Regions from separate parts of the Mus musculus genome. Here region 2 is linked to region 1. The links are chromatin contacts, called in public HiCAR-type maps. All regions are on one chromosome and are shown on one strand. Each heading gives the region's core, a stretch centred on a gene start, on an enhancer-like site or on the middle of the called end of the contact. The rest is flanking DNA. Distances are from core to core; before and after follow the strand shown.

Region 1 (6,177 bases), core at 2,347-4,846:
ATCCATATTTACTGATATAAAAAGTAACTATGGTTCAATTTAAAATAAAATATGAAATAATACATATTGTATTGTTATAAAAATGGAAATACACTTAAGATAAAGATATTAAAGGATATTCACATAATAAAATTAATAATGATTCTTTCTATAATGATTGCAGATTTTATGATCATGATTATGTTATATTCATAATCAATAAATCAGTTATTTTCACTTTGAAAATACTTGACTATTTGTATATTCATAACTGAATATCATTACATAGGAATATTTTATTTCCATTTTATGTTCAAAAAAGATTTAAAATTGTATACTTGCTTTATATTATTATAAAATGATGATTCATCTGTAAAGCAATAAAAACAATCAGCAGATAAGAGACATCAAACATGTTCATGTGATGGGTTCTGCTGCATGAGTAAATCATAAATTTTAAGAAGGTTAATTCAAGTTTCGGAAAAAGTGCTTATTTTTCTAATTGTCAATCATATTTGTACTGGTGTTAAGTGTTACCTGGATTTAAATTGAAAGTGAAAAGAGATTGCCCTGTGTGAAAAGTGGAGAATTTGTAGTATAGAAGTTACATGATACAGGAAGTAGCTGTAGAACATTTTTTTCTTTGTGTGAATCAGCATATTTTAAGTAGTCTGAATTAGTAAAGAATTATTTGGAGTTGATGATTCTCACATAATGGATGAAAAGGTATGACCTAAATAAGGGAAAACATATTCCTTAATAAAACACATGTCAGTGTTTGCCAGTGGATATATTCAAACATGACAAGAAACAACATGTTTTAGTTTTACAGCAGCAGTGTATAAGGTGTTTAAAGGTAAAAGTGAGTTAGTACACTAATAAATGTTTCTGTTAATTTAGCATAGTCTACCTCTATGCATTATACACATTTTGAAAACAAGTGTTAAGAATTACTTTTAGAGTATCTTCAAATATATCTCTTGGCAAATATTTTTGAGACCCTCACATTTTAAATAGATATTTATCAATGCAACAGTTTTTTTAGAAGTACTGATTAAGAAACAATAACGTGATATTTATAAAGATAAATCCCAATAACTGGTCAAAGTTGCTAACAAATCTGTAGTGTGCACTTGATACAAGAAAAACAGATACAAAAAATAAAGGAAAAATGCCTCATATGTTTTAAGTACTATTCAATTTAAATCATAATTTAAAATGAAATTATGGAGAAATTTTAAGTGGCCCCTATCCATTCACTTTTTCTTTAAAAAGCAACGGTTGACTTTTCACTGTGCCAGAATCAGAAATAAGGAATCTCTTAAGAATATTTTCATAGAAGAAATTAAGTTAGTATTATGAAAATAAAGAAAATATAATCATTTTCCTCATTCAGGATACTTAGAAAAAATAAAGATGATAAATTTTATTCTAAGGATAAAGATCTTATAAAAATTGTACAAAATGACATTTTACATTTATAAATTATGTTTGTCACCAAAATGAACAAGATTTTCTATGTATACTTTGTTTCCAAAAGAAAGTGTCATAAAATAAATAAATAAAATAAAAAGAAAGAAAACAAACCTATGAATTGAGAGAAAATAACCTCTGTCACAAAGGAGCCCAAGCTATGTAGGCACTGGCTAAGGCTAAACAAATTGCTCATAGTAATTTTCACCACCTGTGCCTAGCTTGCCCCAGAGTGACATGCAATGTCTTGGAGCCTATTATGCGACCATTCATTTCATCCACTGCTTTGCACGCCTCTTCAAAAGAAGAAAAGCAGACAACACCAAACCCTTTTCCTTGTCCCACTTCCATCATCACTTTGGCTCGACTGATTGATCCAAATGAAGAAAATTCCTCCTTTAGTTTCTCATCATTGATGGTCTCATCCAAGTTCTTAATATAGATAGGCACTCCTGAAGGCCTATTTTTTTCTTTTAATTTCAGCCGTTCAAATCTCCGCCTTAATTCAGCCAGGCGTTCAATTTTCTTCTGTGCTCTCCCTACACATAGGACTTTCCCATCTATTGACTTGCCATGCAGTTCTAGCACAGCCTTTTGGGCAGCTTCATGTGTTTCATATCTTACAAATCCAAAGCCTTTAGATTTCCCAGTGGCATCTCTTATGACTTTAACACTCTCAGTTGGCCCATATTCACTGAAAAGTTTGTTTAGTTTTTCATCATCAATGTCATCTCCAAAGTTTTTTACGAAAACATTGGTAAATGTTGCTCTTTCTCTGGTTCTGACTTCTGCTGCTCTCTCTTCAGGAAATTTGAATCGACCAACATATACCTGGCGGTTATTGAGCCGCACTCCATTCATGTGCCAGATAGCCCTATTGGCAGCAGCAAGGCTATCGAAGTGGACATAAGCATAACCCTTAGAGCCATTGTCATCACATACGACTTTACAGGAAAGAATGTTCCCAAAAGCCGAAAATAAATAAAATAAGGCCCTATTGTCTATGGTCTTATCCAAGTTTTTGATGAATATATTTCCAACTCCAGACTTTCTTAAACGGTCATCTGGCTGTGACCACATGAGGCGAAATGGTTTACCATTAATTAAATCAAAATTCATTGTGTTCAATGCCCATTCAGCATCTGCAGGAAAGCGGAAATTAACATAACCATAACCCAGGGGGCTGCGGGTCACTGGGTCACGACAGATTCTAGTGAAGCGCAGAGGGCCAGCAGGTCTGAACTTCTTATAGAGCATGTCCTCTGTGACGTCAGGGTCCAAGTCACCTACATACAGGGCAGCCTTGAGGTACTTCTTTTTCTTGCCAGCAGTATTAGGCTCCCCACTCATCTCTGAGCACTTAGAAGATGATCTCTTGGGACAGAGTAGGGAGGGGGTGCACTTTTTCTAATCTATAGGCCAAACAGCTGTTCTTGAACAGAAACAAGCCAAGGCAGGTGAAGGGAAGCTAAAAGCAGACTCAGATCACTGTTGAGGCTGAGGCTGAGAAAATGAAGTTCAGAAACAGCTGGTCAGCAGGCTCAGAACAAATACATCAGACAAAAAGGCAACCCAATAAGCAATCTGTTCTCCATAAGAAGACTTACAGATTTTTACCCCTTCAGATTTAAAATCAGTTTCAAAAGCCTGTATTACAAATGCAATATTCCCTACCCCTTTATAATTAAAGATATCACCAAGGGTCTGACTGGTTCCCCACATCTAGCTTCACCAACAGAGGCCTTGTGACTGGCTTTCTGCAAAATCATAGGCCTTGAGCTCCTGTGGGTTTAAACATGTCAGCCACCCAGAGCAAGGGACCAAGTGTGTATTCCTCCGCCTGCCTATGTCAGGAGGGCTTGCAGCACACTAAGGCCTCTCTGCATTCAGCATCAGCTAAAGGGCACACAAAACACTTGGTGCACTGGAACTGGCAGGCAGGCTGCTGGCAGCCGATCACACAGAGAGACAGACACACAGAAACATGCGTAGGGAACGGGAGACCGCCCATATCCCCAAGATGACCACTGGGTACGGACCGAGTGAGGCGCGGTGATTTCTGCAGCCTGAGGCTCTCTCCGCAGGTCCGGAGGGACTGACTGGCAGCCGCGCCGCTGTGCTCAGCTCTGACGCGAGGCTGGTTTGGACAGATGCGGGGCGGAGTCAGCAGAGGAGAGCAGACGTGCCAAGGGCCGCCCCAGTGGGGACCAACGGACAGAGATTGCTTCTTGCAAGACAGAGCTACCAAAGAACCCAGGGATCAAGAGATTGTAGCTGCGCTAAGGAGGACGGGCGGGGCGTTAGGAAACCCGGAACCTTGCACTGGCTTGCTTCCCGCTTGCTCTGAGGGGAGAGAGAGAGAGAGAGAGAGAGAGAGAGAGAGAGAGAGAGAGAGAGAGAGAGAGAGGAAGAGAGAGAGAGGAAGAGAGAGAGAGGAAGAAGGAGGAGGAGGAGGAAGAGGGGAGGGAGGGAGGGAGAGAGGGAGGGAAGGAGATTTTATTTATTATTATATTTAAGCATACTTTATGGTGCTTAGTTCAATATGACAAAACTGGTTATAATCAGAGTAGAAAAAAAATCACATCTGCTTTTCTTTCTTTCTTTTTTTTAAAAGGAACTCCTTCCCCCACTTTTAGTTGGGGTCCTGGGTGTTTTCAAAACAGACACAGGGTTTCCATTTATATCAGTTCATGATAGCTGTGTCAGAGGTCCAGGGTTAAATTATCACCATGTCAAAAAGAACAGGGATGAGCTTGGTTTTTACCCTTACTCCATTAATCCTCCATAATGGTAGAATTATCCTCAGGTAGTAGGCAGAGGTCTTTTCTTTGCTCCATTGATATTAAGGCTTTAAATGACTGGAGAGCCATAAAATAGCGTTTGATGCGACATAATGCAAGAAAACAGTGACATTTTTTTAACTGCATTCAGGTTGAATATTTACAAAGTCACAGTATATAACCTTAAAAAAGTGCACGAAAACTGAAAACATATTAACATCCTGAGATGAACTAAGGATGTTAGGAGATAAGGACTTTCAAAAGTTCATTATAAATCTAGGTATGGATTATCAAATTTAAAGCATTACATTACAAAAAAGAAAGTTACTGTATAAGCTCATCTATTTTCTATCATCTATCTATCTATTTATCTATCTATCTATCTATCTATCTATCTATCTATCTATCTATCTATCTATCTATCTAAAGTATGTTAATGGTGGCATTATGGCACTGAAGAGCTTCAAGGACTGTAATCAAATTCTTAGAATTCTTAACAAGCTGTTTTGGCAGGAAAGTGTGACAAGGTTTCCAGACTTTCTTTGAATGTGCAAAATCCCCTCCAAACAGAAAGTAGGGACCTTTGAACCATCTTTCCTCCACCAAAGAAAATGAAAATGAATAATGTATCAGTATTAGTATGCTAGAAAAAATCCTAACAAGAAAATGATATTGTGTGTTCTTATCAAGAATTTATTAAAATATCAGGCTAAATTTAAGTGCTCGTTAGCTTTTTTGTTTGTTTTGTTTTGTTTTGTTTTGTCATTTCAATATACTTGATTGAATGGCTTTTACCCCCAGTAATTTGTAAAATAATGACTTTTTTTGTTGTATTCTTTATCCCTATGCTTGTTACTAGGGTTCTTGCTTAACCAAGACAAGGAAGTTAGTTATAAGAGAAAAACAGAGGAATAGAACAAGCTACAGTCTCCCTAGTTAAAAATAGAGACCAAAAGTAAAAAGGCTTGTATACATATCATTGCACTTTTGCTTTTATGCATATTTAAAACAAAGTTTTTTTTTTTCTGGGTGATAGAACATAAAACATCAGTGAGTACATTTTTTTTTTACCATGTATGACTATTTAGGTTTGATCCACAGCACCACTCAAAAAAAATTGTATATATTAAAAATAGAATGAATACACACACACACACACATACACACACACACATGATAAAACGGATTGATCATATTTTCTCTTAAAATATAAGTTTCTATGCAAAACAACAATAACATACCACAATCTCATCACTAACAAACATTGCATTTTAATTTGTTCACCTAGCCATCTAAAATGCCCATAATGTATTTCATTTATCCAGACTTTTTCTAAGATTAAAGGAAGAATTTGGTTGTTAACCTATTTATATCTAGCAAATCTATAGAGGTTATGACAGTGCAGCAAATTTTGGGCAACAAAAATCAGATTTCACAAGTCCTAAACTACTTTAGAATAAATAATTTTTACTTTAGTACATTCATTCATCTCAGAATAAATTAAATGCTGGAGTGAAAAGCATTTGGGGCCATAATTTGTTCAATCATGTCAACACTTGGATTGAAATGTCTCTGACTTTCAAATATCAAATATATTAGTAAACAATCAAAACATTTTTTCTTACAATTTGTTACACATAAAGGAAATCTATGGTACATGTAATTTACATTCATGTGTTGAAGTCTATTAAAGATCCACACTCAGATTCCTAAAGCAGTTGCTTGAGCCGTGGCTAGCTGTTTTTGTTTTGTTTGTTCTGTTTTCTAAATATGAGATACAATGTGCAGAAGGAAAGAATCATGACCAACTGGAATTCTAACTCCATTCCACTACATATTGCAGTTTACAGTTCATACTAACATGTCAGTATGAGTGGAGATAGACAGAAGTTAGGATTCATCTTTGTCTCTTAAGAGTCATTTGTTATTGTACTTTCAAATAAGG
Region 2 (6,177 bases), core at 2,111-4,610, 360 kb before region 1:
AAACCTCACAGTGTTGGACTTCTTAATTCCAGTCTTGTATTTTTCATACAAGGGACTCCTCATCCAGAGCATTCACCTTTGTCCCCTTCCCTTTCCACCCCATCTCCTGAAGAAAAGAACCCCAAGCATCACCCCCCAAGAACTTGCTTTCTTGCATAGACTGGCCGGTGGGGGATGGGTAATGGGAGTAAAGATTTGTGATTCTTACATCTTTACTAATCACGCAGCATGGAGGGGGTGGGTGGGGCAAGACACGCAGAGATTTCAACCCCGGTACATTAACACTGGATGATTTAATTCAGTGTGAATAAAAAAGGCAAGAGCTGGAAACTGGGAAGAACAGAGCCAGGCTGAAAGGAGGGAGGGCAACACACACGCGCGCACGCGCGCGCGCTCACACACACACACACACACACACACACACACACACACACACACACACGGTTCTCAAGGCCGAGTTCCAAAAGCTCAGCGGGCAGGCGGCACCTTGATGTACCTTTTGAGGATCAGGGTGCCTTTGGGAGGTGAGGGGGATGGGGGTCAGCTGCGCAGGAGCCTAGGGACGTAGGGCGACTGCGCACGGGGAGCGCGCCCCTCAGGTTGGCCTGCTTCCGCTCCCTACCCGTCCTAGTCGCTCGCTCTCCTGCCAGCCGGCGGACCCTCACTGCAGCTGACATCATTGCCAGAGAAGGAGGGGCGGCCCACGTGAAAAAGACCCCAGCACGAACTGCGTTCCCTCTGCTCGCTCTCTGAGGCTCTAGCGAGCCGCTTGGCGAACTCAGCGCCCTGGCGGCGGCGCCGGGACTTGAGCTGGGCGCGGCAGTTCTTAATTTAGCAGCAGGAGAAAGGTAGATTTAGACCTTGGCTCCTTCATCTCCTGGTTCTTTCTCAAAACCGCCCGCACACTGTCAGTTCTGCCTCGGATGAACCAAAGACAAGAAAGGTGAAACACGGACACACTATCAGTTACTTTCCCAAGCTTTCAAAAGCTTCCCCCCGCACAAAAACACAGGCAAAGACAGCCCTGAGGCTAGAGCCTTGGCCGTGGGAATTTGTGAATTTGTTTCAAACGTGATTAAAAGTGCACATCTTCCAAAGTTGCAGAGGCGCCAACCAGCGCATCTCCCCAACTCCTTTATTCACTCTTGAGTCACACTTGTTTTACTCACTTTTTCTCTTCCTTTTTCTCTTTCTTTCCTTTTTTTTTTTTTTTTTGTTTTGTTTTTTGAATGACAAGTAAGACACCTAGCATTTTCACCCTTTTTTGGCGTTACACTGTGCTGTGTTCAGAATTATCTGCCTGCTCCTCAGGTTGTTTGCTGGTTGCAGAGCTAGTACCACACTCAGGGGTCCTCTGTCCCCATTACTCTCCTATTTTTTTGCCCCGTTGCCCATGGCCTAGATTCTCAAACACTTTTTTCACACTGGGTCCATTGTAAAGAAACAGCCCCCAAGCTGATATAAATCTGCCTTTGGAAAGTTTCCTCACAGTAAGGGAAAGGACAGCGTTATGTTTTTTTTTTTTTTTTAATTTTTTTCCTTCATCATTTGCTTCTGTTACCCTTTAATTTTCTTTATTATTTTTTTCTTTTGTACTAGACCCCCCTGCTCTCCCTGATTTACGTTGTTAGTGGGTGCCGCAATGGCGCAAGTTTGGACTCCCAGCCCCCCTGAGACATTTTGGAAGGACACCCCGCTCGCAGAGGCGAGTGCCCGCCTGGAGGCGCGCGCTCACATACTCCAAGCACACATCCCAGTGCCCCACACCCCAAGCCGCAAAGGCAGCTAACCTAGTGGAGCCTGGAATAAATCAGAGGCAGCAAAGGGGCCATCTTCACTCAACCCCTAAAAAGTCTTTCCTTGGGGGAGACACAGAAATGGATCCTGCCATGCACTCTGGGACATTGACACCCCAGGGACTAGTAGCTTTGTGACTGCGCTCACAGAGTAGTGTCTCCAACTGGAGGTATACTGTTGCTGCGCTCTTCCAAAGTCTCTAAAGCAATGTAGCCGTTTTTTAAAGTCACCTTTTCCAATGAAGCTCTAAGCAAGAGACATTTTTTGGGGGGAAAGGGGGCCTTTCTTTACAAGCTCTAGGAAGATCCTTCCTTTGTGGAGGGAACTGCTTTTTGATTCTCTCTTGAAAAACGCCAGGTATTTATGACATAGGTGGGCGTTCTTTTGGCTAAGGAATTCCGAGTCATTTCTCTAGAGAATAGAGGAACCCTTTTATGTTGGGCTTGACTTTGTAAGTCTCCCCCCCCCCAAATTAAAAAAAAAAGAATATTGATTTTCAGCTGCTGGTTTATACGAAGTTGCATTTATAAAGGGGGGACAGAATTTCTCACACCTACCATCTCTACATCCACTAGGTCCCAGGGCAGGAAGAAATGGGATCATACCAGGAGGACCAATCCAGTAGACGCTGGGCGCCCTGCTGTGCGCACAGTTTTCCGAAGCCCTGCGGCAAGGGTCGCTCCCCAACCGGGTTGCGCTATCAAACCTGGACTCAAATCGGAGACCCCAGAGAGGAGCGCAGCTGGGCCAGCTTCCAGGGTCCACCGCGGATTCACTGCTGAGGCACACTGCCCCTCAGCTGGACTTGCTCCAGGTGTCTCCCCTAATGGTCTGGGGCGTCAACTCTGCATCCCCGCACTTTCCCAGATCAGAGTTTCATTCAGCTTCGCTGAAGCTGGAAGAATCAATTAAAGTGAAAGACCTTTTTGCACAACCCATGTCGGAGAAATTCATGCGCGGACACTTTTCTGACAAAAGTGAGAGTTTTAGCAAAGTAACCAAACCGAGTGGAGGCAGTGTCAAAAGATTTTCTTTGGGAGCTCATCTCCCGGGTTTGCTCTTTTTCTTACCTCTAGGGAACAGAACCCGGAAGGGAGGGCACCAGTAGGTCTCTAAAAGCATGCTATGGTCAACTGCCCAGATCCCAGGCGCAAGCAGTCACCGCGTCCTAAGCGCAGGACATGCCATGAGTCCCCAGCCTCAGCGGCTTTAGCTCCCGAACCGAACCCGATACTTACCTACTGTTTAGACTCCTCTTTGAGTAGTATGAAGAGGGGAACGAAAAAGGAGAAAAAAAGGCTTCCGCCCGCTCCACAGAGACTGCGATTGCTGTAGCGGGATCTACCGCCACAGCTCGCAGTCCGCAGAGCAGCTGTTTGTCTTGGAGGCTGTTTGTGAGGCTGGTCGGGCGGCCCGGGCTAGCTGGGCTGCCTGTGTCGCCTGAGTAGCTTCTGCCACTGAGACTCCTTGCACTCTGGTAGCCTAGCTTTCCGCTTTGCTGCGCGGGCCGCTGCTGGCTGCTCTGGCTCACAGCTACTCCCGCCCTGACAGTTCGTCGACTGCAAGGAGCCACTGCCAAGCCAGCCCTTTTCAATGGCGAGGGGGAGGGACTAGACAGGAGGGGGAAGGGGGACAGAAGGGGGGTGAGCGAGTGGAAGGCGGGGGGGGGGGAAAAGGAGTGAACGAGTGCCCTAGCCGCCTGCTGGGAGGGGATGGCGCAGCACCAACTGATGGGTACCCCCCTTTTGTCCCCACTCCCTGCACCCCTCTTCCCACTCCAGCTCAGGAGGCCGCCTCTCCCAGAGGATGAAGAACCTCAGGAGCGGTGCGGGGGCGAGACTGAGGTAAGCTTGGGAAGTTACATCTTGTGGCCCAGAGAAGGAGGCAGAAAGCGTTTTGCCTGCACGCTCCTTTATGGGACTGGATGCTTAGGGGAACAAACTGAACAAAATAAGCAGGGCAAGCATTCCTCCCCCGGGTGGTCCCCCCTCTCCTTGCACTTTAGTTCTCCTCTTTAAGTTTCACTCGTTTACATCATCTTACAGAAGTTTGATTTTTCTTGGTATGCGTGCCTTTCTCAGGATTCCTCAAGCTCCGCTGACTCCAGCTAGAGAACTAACAGCAAGTAACACCATTTTCTTATACAAAGGGTACTTAGGGCACACTAGAGGAAGTAGGAGCAAGATCCAGGAGAACCCGCAATTTGAGCCAAGTGCCTGTTTCTGAATATACCATATCCAGTTGTGAGAGGTCTCAGAAATCTTGGCTGCCTGTCCACACACATTCTCCTGTGTGGTGTAGGGTGGAGTGAGTGTCTGCGGAGGAAATACGACATTTGGCTATCCCAGAGCAAAACTAAGGGTATCATTAAACAGATCATGTCTGTGACCCTTTGAGGGGGTGGGGTGGTGTCACTGTGTGAACAATGCCGTTTGAAAGCAGGAAAGGATACCAGACAAGGAAGAGCACAGCCTGGAGCTGCAACCCTAATGCTTGCCAATAAGCTTGGCATCTCAGATGGTGAAGCCTGCCTGGCATAGGGTGTCAGGTCTCTGGAGAGCACTAAAGCAACAAGGGTCACTGTGTCAGGTGTGTGGCTCAGATAACTCATGAATAACAAGAAACAGAAGTTAATTCCCTACCTATAGAATAGGCTCAAAAACATAATAACACCCAGACCTCTCTGGTTCTAATTTCAAAGAGGATGTCTTTATATTTACCTAGAGGCCAGGAAATGAGACAAGTGAATTGTCTAAATTAGTCTGCACAAAATATGTGTGTTTTAGAAAAAAATTCACTTTCTTTTCTTAATGTGTAAAAAAACCTTACATTTCTGGTTCTTCAGTTTAGTTTTGAAAGGGAAAACTGAGTTTTGGTTTTGGATTTCGGTTTTTGGTTTTGCTTTTTTTTTTTCTGAAATAAAACAAGAAAAAGTACACTGCTTTCAGACACTAAAATCAATGAATTCTGTTAATACTTCCTTAAGATTTCCATCTCAATTTGATGTACATTTGATTTTAATCTTGTACACTGATGGGGAAATAGAATAAGAGGTTGCATCTGCAAAGGAACAGAGTATAAAAAAATAATCTGCTAGTTATTGCTGGCTGATTTTCACAAACAGAATTTTTACAGAAAGTTCCTTTGAGGGCAAAATTTTATGAATCTTTGCTCCACTAAACCCCACTCTCTTTTCCTAACCCCCTTCCAATTTCCAATTGTAGTTTTTAATTTTAATTTAAAGTCTTGCTTTCTAAATTCCTCAAACATTTTTGTTGTATTTTATTTCTTATACCTGAAGCCACTGCTGAAGAGAAACCTCAACACGGCAGTTCAGTACAGTCTTCGTGAAATAAAACACAAGGACGTATTTTCTTATATGGGTCCAGGGAGACACTTTAGCATTACATTTTATTCCTGTTGTATTTCTGACTTCATTATTCAGAATATCTAGCAGTGGCCTCTGTTCTCTTTGTCAGAGCAAGGAAATGTGTATGAGATGAAATCAGATGCTGTCAAATGTTACTGTTCTGCCTCTTGGATGTTGAACTGTTCTGTGACACTTTCATAAGGGATAGCAGTAACTCAATGAAAATAAAATCACTGGTTGATCTAAAATAGTGTGGCAAATCTATGTCACAGTGATACCTTCAAAGCACCAATTATTCCTCATAACACCTGTAGTAGATATCAATCAATTGCTTTCTTAAGATTTCCATCTCAGTTTGATGTAAGGGGAGATAAATAGTCATTACCTGTTATTAAAGCTATCATCATGACAGAATTATGTTGTTAACATTATTAAGTGTGTCCTATAATTCCTGAACGAATGTTTGTAAAACACATGTAACTTGTATAAGGATTTATACTCTTAAGTTTAGTCTGTCATTCTGTTCAGAGTGGATTAAGCATTCAGCCAAATAAACGTTTAATAGTTAGTATGGAGTGTAGAGTGCAATATTTCATTTTATGTGTATAGCCAAAAAGAAAATCATCTCTATAGCATAGAAGCATTCCTCATAGACCATGAAGACTCTACAAGTTGAACTAAGTAACCCTGAAAATCCTCCAAGGGAAAAAAATGCAGTTTGTTGAAAAGACTGACAGAAATCCACATCTCAAAATAATAAAAGAAATTTCCCCAATTTTTTCTTGCCTGTATTCTGACTGATGGTGGCACCAGTGAGCAATGAAATAAGCAGAAGCCAGGACACCTGGCAAAAGCAGACTGAATTCTAACTATGAAAGAACTGATAAGAACCTTGCATTTCCTGCAGAGAGAAGGACCCTCCGTGACTAAATGAATTTATGGACTGTCTGCATTATTAAATAGTTCTATTAATCCTCAAAAACTACTTCTTGAGATAGATATTATGAGCT

The links. HiCAR-type assays count read pairs that join an accessible place to other places.
Region 2: a HiCAR-type map of astrocytes shows a contact between it and region 1, with 3 times the contacts expected there. The contact joins the promoter of Pcdh11x here to the promoter of Pabpc5 in region 1. A contact is called at or near these places in 5 of 39 promoter capture datasets (the C10 cell line, hippocampal neurons, liver and 1 more), 2 of 484 Hi-C or Micro-C datasets (cerebellum and embryonic stem cells) and 2 of 115 datasets of contacts at active chromatin or transcription factors (astrocytes and large pre-B cells).

What each region holds. Positions count from the first base shown.
Region 1 is chrX:119,924,615-119,930,791 of GRCm38.p6, reverse strand. It overlaps Pabpc5 (poly(A) binding protein, cytoplasmic 5), which reads right to left and starts at 3,596. Exons shown (of 2, transcript NM_053114.2): 1 at 3,492-3,596; 2 at 627-2,955. The coding sequence starts at 2,802. The coding sequence ends at 1,657.
Region 2 is chrX:120,287,510-120,293,686 of GRCm38.p6, reverse strand. It overlaps Pcdh11x (protocadherin 11 X-linked), which reads right to left and starts at 3,360. Exons shown (of 7, transcript NM_001271809.1): 1 at 3,036-3,360. It overlaps Gm30577 (a long non-coding RNA gene), which reads left to right and starts at 3,453. Exons shown (of 4, transcript XR_387050.3): 1 at 3,453-3,641.